Linked DNA regions of Mus musculus: region 1 is linked to region 2. Evidence: chromatin contacts called from public HiChIP or PLAC-seq data. All regions are on one chromosome and are shown on one strand. The core of a region is the stretch at or near the end of the contact, and the rest is flanking DNA. Distances in the headings are between cores, read along the strand shown.

What was found. HiChIP or PLAC-seq counts read pairs in DNA pulled down with a chosen protein or histone mark.
Region 1: a FOXA1 HiChIP or PLAC-seq map of pancreatic cancer cells shows a contact between it and region 2. The contact joins two enhancer-like sites. A contact is called at or near these places in 6 of 39 promoter capture datasets (the 3T3-L1 cell line, embryonic stem cells, hippocampal neurons and 2 more), 6 of 484 Hi-C or Micro-C datasets (the N1E-115 cell line, Sertoli cells, embryonic fibroblasts and 2 more) and 2 of 115 datasets of contacts at active chromatin or transcription factors (embryonic fibroblasts and pancreatic cancer cells).

What each region holds. Positions count from the first base shown.
Region 1 is chr6:145,593,388-145,597,661 of GRCm38.p6, reverse strand. All of the region lies in intron 1 of Gm38475 (a long non-coding RNA gene), which reads left to right. Among named protein-coding and RNA genes, the nearest start is that of Gm38475, 19 kb to the left of the region's middle. Within about 2 kb of position 1,526, at least 7 of the 459 cell types and tissues checked have an H3K27ac peak or open chromatin away from gene starts, as enhancers often do. A contact at or near this core is called in pancreatic cancer cells, where this site is marked.
Region 2 is chr6:145,381,330-145,385,423 of GRCm38.p6, reverse strand. No RefSeq gene overlaps it. Among named protein-coding and RNA genes, the nearest start is that of Gm38926, 35 kb to the right of the region's middle. Within about 2 kb of position 2,238, at least 11 of the 459 cell types and tissues checked have an H3K27ac peak or open chromatin away from gene starts, as enhancers often do. A contact at or near this core is called in pancreatic cancer cells, where this site is marked.

The DNA of each region.
Region 1 (4,274 bases), core at 277-2,776, 210 kb before region 2:
AGGAGTCATCTATATCAGGCTCCTGTCAGCAAGCACGTCTTGGCATCAGCAATAGTGACTGGGTTTGGTGGCTGCAGATGGGATGGATCCCCAGGTGGGGCAGTCTCTGGATGGCCTTTCCTTCAGTCTCTGCTCCACTCTTTGTGCTCATATTTCCTTTAGACAGGAGCAATTCTGGGTTAAAATTTTGAGAAGGCTGTGTGGCCCCATCCCTCAGCTGGGGGTCTTGCCTAACTTCTGTATATGGGCTCTACAGGTTCTCTCTCCCCCGTATTGGGCGTTTCAGCTAATGTAATCCCTGTTGGGTCCTGGGAGCCTCTTGCTTTCCTAGCATCTAAGACTTTCTGTTGGCTAACTCCAGTTCCCCATCCCCCATTGCTATACACCTCTGTTCAAATTCCTGACCTTCAGTGCATCTCCCCCATCTCCTCCCATGAGCTCGAGGTTTTCATTGGTTCACAAATCACCCGAAGACTAACTTGAGGACAGAGTTGTTGACCTCCCCAAACTCCCGGTTGATCTCAGCCACAGTAGGGCTGTGTGGCCATGTTGTGACTGCTATCCCCTAATGGAGCACTGGTCAAACTCCTTTGCTCGCAATCACCAAGCTCTGGCTTGCCAGTACCATCATGGTGTTCTGAGTACATAGCATCCCTGCCCAGAAAATGGACGGACATTTCTTCATCTCTACTTTTCACTTTTACCTGAGTCCAAGCCATAGCTGTTCCTGCTGGTGCAGGCTGGTGGTCCTCGCTACTGAGGAGGCTGAGGCAGGAGGATCACTGCAAGTTCCAGGCCAGTTTGGGCAACTTCTTGAGATGCTTTCTCAAAAAGAATAAAAAGAAAGGGCTAGGTGCAGTTCAGTGGTAGATCGGGCACCTATCCCGTGTGGCATCTGTGTAACACGTGCCCATCCCGTGTAGATCATGTGCCGATCTTGTGTAGATCTATGTGCCAGAGAAACTCATTCTGTCATTCTCTACCTTGACTGTCTATTCCGTATGCGAGGCACTGACTGAGGAAGCAGGGATAAAGGGACCGTCAATTTGAGTATGTAAAGAACACAACCTGGCATGTTAGCCCTGACTCTCGTAAACCTGATTTAAAATGTGGTGGCAAGAACTCCCATTCTCGTATCTGTGGGGGTCTTGGCTGAGTGTGTGAAGAAGTAGCTAAGAAAAGTGCATACTGATTGCTACCCTGCTCCATGGTATGTTTTGGAAAAAAATCTTGGAACAAAGGAGGGGCTGAGAACAGTATCTTTCTGTTCTGAAGCTGTGGAGTCCTTAGAGAAGAGCATTAACGTCTCTGACAAAGAGGAGAAACAAATGGGCAACTAAATATATAGGTATGTAAAAAATTATGTTTTGTTATGTACATACCTATGTACAAACAGTAGCAATCTGCAGAAATATGGTCCCAGCAACCCCTGTGTGTCTGTGTGCTTTCTGTTGTAGTCATAATGTTCCACTGTGCAAACAGAACGCAGGCAGTAACCTGCATAGGAGATTACTCCCAGTTTTGGAGCTTCTGTGGTTAGTTGGCCTTTTGACTCCGAGCCTGCTATGAAACAGAGCGTCACGGAGGGGTGTGCCTTGTGGAGCAAAGCTTCCCACCCCATGGAAACTGATAAGGCTGGCTCTTCAGTATTCCCTCCCAGGGACTGTTCTCAGTGACTCAGTGTCCCTTTAGGAAGCTCTGTCCTCTGAGGTTCCACAGCCCCCAGTAGTCACAGTGGAGACCAAGCCTCTAGCATGCGGACCCGTGCTTAGAGGAAATCTTGTGTGGGAGTGTGTGCATGCTTGTGTGAATGTGTGTGTGCACGCATGAGTGTGTGCATGTGTGCATGTGTGGAGACCAGGGAGGGTGGAAGGACTTTGAGAAAGAAGTGAAGACAGAACTCTGTGCAACAGCCAAGGGGAGAATTTGGAGCCAGATGACTTGAAGGCAGATAAAGGAAACTGGCCTTGAATATGTTAATAGTAGGCACTGCTGATAATTTAATATATAAAACTATGTATTCTTGTATAATATACTGAGACACACACACAGAGATTATGTGCCAATAGTGAGTAGAAATGTCCTTCACATTCCAAAGTTGGGAACATGACATGAACCTTTCTTTACTAGCAGAATTAAGCCACTTTTATTTATAAGCTATGTGTCAAATAATTTTAAAAGACACCTATATGGAATTTACTATAAAAAAACAAGTACGTTTTTAAACTGATGAAATATGCATATCGTTTGCAGCCATACCCAGCTGTTGATTACATGATTTTTTAAAAGGCAACAATTATTTCAATATTCATCTAAAATATCCTGATTAAGTGAGAAGATAAACAAATCCGCCGTTAGAAGATGAAAGGGACGTCTGTATGTAAAATCATGAAAGAGTACGCTAGAGAATTATTCAAGTGCTTGAGGGAAAATTATGTAAATATCATTTTTCAAAAATTTAAAGGTAAAAAATTTCCAAAAGTGGTAGACTATTAAATCATAAATATGCATCACCGCGAGGCAATACTGAAGACATTACACATTTCTCCTCAGGATAAACATTCAATGAAAATAGAAAACATTTTCAAAGTACCCTGATTGCCAAGTGTTTACATCAGCCACAGCTTATCAGTCTAAAATAAACACAGATATGTAGGTAGAAAGGTAAATGAAGCGCACTTTCTCTTTCTTTTTCTTGAATACATTCCTTCAGGATCAGAAATTTCCATTATAAATGGTTCTTAAGAGGCCTGTGAAGGGTGTGCAGGAGGTCGTGAGTTCAGATCTCCCCATCACCACAGGAAAGGCAGGGGCAGTGGTATGCGCCTGTGGCCGGCCCTCAGGAGGGGTAGAGACAGACAGCTCTTTCCAGACCTTACTGACCATCCAGCCTAGCGTTATCCGTGAATGCTAGGCTCAGTCAGAGAAACTGTCTCGGAAAATAAATACATGGTGACCTATGGCCCCCACACATGTGCATATGCATGAACACGTGCACACCACTGCTTATAAAGCTGATAGGAAAGTACATTTTTCATATAATCATTTCTCTGGTTTGACCTATGGTGAATGTGGCCTTGTGGGGTCTGACTACAGGAAGGGCAGTGGTTCTAGGGTCTACCTACCCAGGCTGGGAATTTAAGATGAAAGTCAACATGACTGTCATGCATTTTAAACATGGTGCAATTGTTATCCTCATTTGCACACCAAGAAGACAGGATTCAGAGCGACTCCTGTCATGGTGGTCCTGGTGGAGGAGTTAATGAAGGACTGGGATTTACGAAGCTTCCGCTTTTACGACTCCACACAGACAGCCCGTCTAAACCAAAGCTTCACTCTAGGTGATTAATTTTATCTCAGGAAGTCAGGGGCCTGCAAAATAGCCTGCCCAAGGTTGTTCTGAAGATTAAGTGTTAGGGCAGGATTTAAATCGGAGTCTGTCTGCGTCCATGGTTGGCTGCTCTCCATGTGAGGTGTGTCAGAGTATTCTACTACATACTGGACCTTGCAAGTCCACTGGGCTCGTGGCTGCCCTGGGAGGCCTGAACCTGTGCCTCCATACCAGCCTGCAGGTCAGAGCCACTTCACTCTGTGCCATTACCCTCCCTGGGTCCTGCATCTTACAAACCACAGATGCCTCTGTGTGTGTGTGTGTGTGTGTGTGTATGTGTGTGTGTATGGTCATTGTTAGGTCACTTCCTCTATAGCTCCCCACCCTATTCTTTGAAACAGGGTTTCTCACCACCCTAGAACTTATTGATCAGCCCAACTGGCTTGTGGGAAAGCTCCAGGAATCCTCTTATTTCTGTCTCTTTAGTGCTGGAATTATAGGTTCATGCTATTATGCCTAACTTGTTACATGGGTGAGTGCTAGAGATTTGAACTCAGGCCCTCAAGTCCTTTGCCCACCGGGTCATTATAACTGAAGGAATGATATGGCAAGAAGTATCCTAGTCCGTTTTGTTGACTCGACACAACCTAGAGCCACCTAAAAAAGGCTTGTTCCAACAACGCAATGATTTTTCCAGATCAGGCTGGCCTGTGGGGATGGTCCTGGTTGTTGATGGATATGGGAAGGCCCAGACCACTGTGGGCAGTGTCTTCCCCAAGTAGATGGTCCTGGGTTGTATAAGAAAGTAGGCTGAATGGGTGAGAATCACAGCTGTGTGGCCCTTGTGCTGCTAATATTTCTCTTGTCAGGTTTGGAATCCCTCATTCTGAATAGGCTCCAGCATATATAAACCAACAGATATGCAGCATGTGAGCAAATAAAA
Region 2 (4,094 bases), core at 989-3,488:
CAGCAATACCACTCCTGGGCATATACCCAGAAGATGCTCCAACTTGTAATAAGGACACATGCTCCACTATGCCATGTTCATAGCAGCCTTATTTATAGTAGCCAGAATCTGGAAAGAACCCAGATGTCCCTCAACAGAGGAATGGATACAGAAAATGTGGTTCATTTACACAATGGAGTATTACTCAGCTATTAAAAACAATGAATTCATGAAATTCTTAGACAAATGGATGGATCTGGAGGATACCATCCTGAGTGAGGTAACAAAAGGACACACATGATATGCACTCACTGATAAGTGGATTTTAGCCCAGAAACTCAGAATACCCAAGATACAATTTGCAAAACACATGAAACTCAAGAAGAAGGAAGACCAAAGTGTGGATACTTCGATCCATCTTAGAAGGGGGACAAAATACCCATGGAAGGAGTTACAGAGACAAAGTCTGGAGCAGAGACTGAAGGCATGACCATCCAGAGACTGCCCCACCTGGGGATCAATCCCATAAGCAACCACCAAACCCAGACACTAGGTAGATGCCAACAAGAGCCTTCTGACAGGAACCTGATATAGCTGTCACCTGTGAGGCTCTACCAGTGCCTGGCAAATACAGAAGTGGATGCTCACAGTCATCCATTGGATGGAGCACAGGTTTCCCAATGACGGAGCTAGAGAAAGTATCCAGGGAGCTGAAGGGGTTTGCAGCCCCATAGGAGGAACAACAATATGAACTAACCAGCACCCCCAGAGCTCCCTAGGACTAAACCAACCAAAGAAAAAACACGGAGGGACTTGTGGCTCTAGCTGCATATGTAGCAGAGGATGGCCTTGTTGGGGGAGGAGAAGAGGCCCATGGTCCTGTGAAGGTTCTATGCCCCAGTATAGAGGAATGCCTGAGCCAGGAAGCTGGAGTGGGTGGGTTGTGGAGCAGGGGGAGGAGGGAAGGGATAGGAGATTTTTTGGAGGGGAAACTAGGAAAGGGAATAACATTTGAAATGTAAATAAAGAAAATATCTAAGGAAGGAAGGAAGGAAGGAAAGAAAGAAAGAAAGAAAGAAAGAAAGAAAGAAAGAAAGAAAGAAAGAAAGAAAGAAAGAAAGAAAGAAAGAGAGAGAGACAAACCTCTGCTCATGTTGGATCCTCTTACCTGTTCTAGTTTTATTTCTGTTGGTGGGAAAGAAAAATCAAGGTAGGGAAAAGGGGGTTTACTTTTGTTTCTAATTCCAGGTTATAGCCCACTGTTGAGAGGAAACCATAGCAAAGGGATTAGTCACATCATATCCACAGTCTAGGCAGGGAGAAATGAACTCACAAATGCTGCTCGCTCCCTTGCACTCAACTTGATTTCTCCACTTTTACACAGGTCAGGACCCCTCATCTAGGGAATGTTGCTGCCCACAGTGGACTGGGTCTACCTATATCAGTTAAGCTAATCCCACACACACACCACAGGCTAACCGTATGTAGACAGGTCCTCACTGAGACTGCCCAAGTTATTTGGGTTGTGTATCGAAATGACAAAACTAATCACCAAATATAAAAATGTCTAACTCAGAAAATGCTAATAATTTTCCATTTTAAAAGTACTTATAAGAGGGGGCTGGAGACGTGTCTCTGGTTACAAGCATTTGCTCTTATAGAAGATCTGGGTTCAGTTCCCAACACCCACATTGCTGCTCACAAGCAGCTGTGACTCTAGTCCCAGGAGATCCAACATCCCCTGCTGGCATCTACAGGCACCAGGCATGCATTTGCTGCACATATACACATGAAGGCGTTTACACACACACACAGGAAAATAAATCTTCAAACTACCTAGAAGATGTTTGGTTTTTAAGTGAAAACTCCCATTCGGTAAAGTACAGATAGTTTCCAGATTGACGTTTCCCAATTTCAACTTCAATTCCCAATTTCTAATTTTCAGAAGACAGATCCAATATCCAAAAGTTGCTCTTAATCTTCCTCCCTTCTTCCCTCCTTCTCTCCTTCCTCCCTCCCTCCCTCCATTCCTTCCTCTCTGCCTCAGTTCTTCCCTTTTTCTTCCCCTCTCCCTGGTCCCACTTGTCTGGCCAGTTTGAGGTAAACTCTCTTTATGCCCTAACATTGTTCCTGCAAACAGACTGTGCCGTGAAGGTTGATTAGGGACTCAGGCTGTCCCTGTGGTCTGTAACTCATACTGAGCCCTTCAGACCAGGCATGTCAGGAAAGATATATTTTAACCAAGGTTTCAAATATCTAAAACTCTGACTCATAAGTTTTCCTGCCCCCTAACCCTATGTCACAGCCAATCAACTCTTCCTTCACGACATGCAGACGTTCCTGATGGCCATTTTCTTCTTTGTTGCTTTTCTTCCATTTGTAGTGTGGTATGTAATCCTTAAAGAAATGGTAATCAGACAGACATGGGAGACATAGAAGAAAGGGGCCAGAGTGAGACCGGTGATGGTCATTGTACAAGGACGCCATCCTTGCTTGGAATGCTGTAGTAGTGTTATGTTTGCCAAGGGAGGGAGGCGGCATCAGAAGGAGTCATGTGACTTACAATGCCACTGTCCTTGTAGTGGCACTATGCCAAGGGAGGCGTAGAGAACACGGGCCAAGTGTGCTGCTGTATCACTAAGCACCTGGGAACAGACTCAGAGCTCAGAATGCGGTTGACAAAGGATAATTAATTGTCAACAGCTGTTGCTGAATCTGTACCTCTAAATGAGGACAATGCAAACATGTTCGCCCAGCTCCACACCCGGGAGCAGAGACGCTCTGGGAACACTCTGGCCTGGAGATAAGGAGTTCTGAGAACATGGAAAATGTGATGACAACCATTTCTTGTTTCTTCACCGTAGGAAGAGTAGGAGGGAAGACTTGTTTCTGACCCTTTTGTTACAGAATCATTTGGTGGCCTCAGCAAAACATCTGCCATATGACCCATTCTGTCGAAGGAAAGAGAGGCAGCCCAAATCATTAGATACACAATGGGTCCACACAAGTATCAATGTTCTGGTGTGGTAGTGGAAAGAGAGGCAGCCCAAATCATTAGACACATAGTGGGTCCACACAAGTATCAGTGTTCTGGTGTGGTAGTGGAAAGAGAGGCAGCCCAAATCATTAGATACATAGTGGGTCCACACAAGCATCAGTATTCAGGTGGGATAGAACTGTGTTAACTCTTGTAATTAATTCTTATTCCCCCATCAGACTAAGCTGACAGCCTTAGAACTTTAAGAATAATTCTCAACAACTAATATAATTACTAGGAAATGTAAAAGACAGTGGAGCCAGTGTCTTGGGGATCAACCTGCAGCCCCCTTCTCGTCCCAGCATGCTCCGTTCTGTATATTCTAGTTGAACTCTGCCAGTTAGTCACTTTGGCTCACAGCAGCCAAGTGCACACATGGTGAAGATGGCGACTTAACAGCCTGAAACTCAAAGCAGAGGATGAGGGGTCTTTGTTGTCTCTATTTCATTCCCATTTTCCTTCTGCACTGCCTTCCAAACAGACTCACTATCAACAGCCAGCCATTGCCATCATCATGGGAAAAACACTTGTGAAACTTAACTTCAAAACAGTTACTGCTTCACTGAGCCTTGTGTGTGTGTAGGCCCCAGGGTAGAGGACCTTCCTCACTTGATAACTACCCTGTCCTTTGGAAGCAGGGTCTTGAGTTAAATCCAGACCTCACCAATTCAGCTAGTCTGCCTTACTGGCCTCTGGAAACCCTCCCCTGTCTACCCTCACCTAACCCCAGGTCTTGCTGACGCCCCTGACCCTGACCAAGGAGTCTTGCTAACAGAACGATATTGGCCCATCTTTGGTTTTTCCTCAGTAGTTCCACGTTCTGGGTGAAACCCATCTGGCCACCACGAGTTCCTGCCCTCTCTAGCGTCTCCACGACACATTGAGATTTTCCTTGTGGGGACGGGAGGGATCCAGCCCCGAGCTCCTCTGTCCTGCTTCTCCTTTTCTCGTCTGTTCCTTTGGGCAGACATTGGAGTATTAACTGCGCTTCGATCCCAACCAACAGCCACCCTGAACAAGTCCTACTCAAGCTTAGCGGTGGCAGTGGCTGGCGTCAGTAGTCCACGTTGTAACTGTG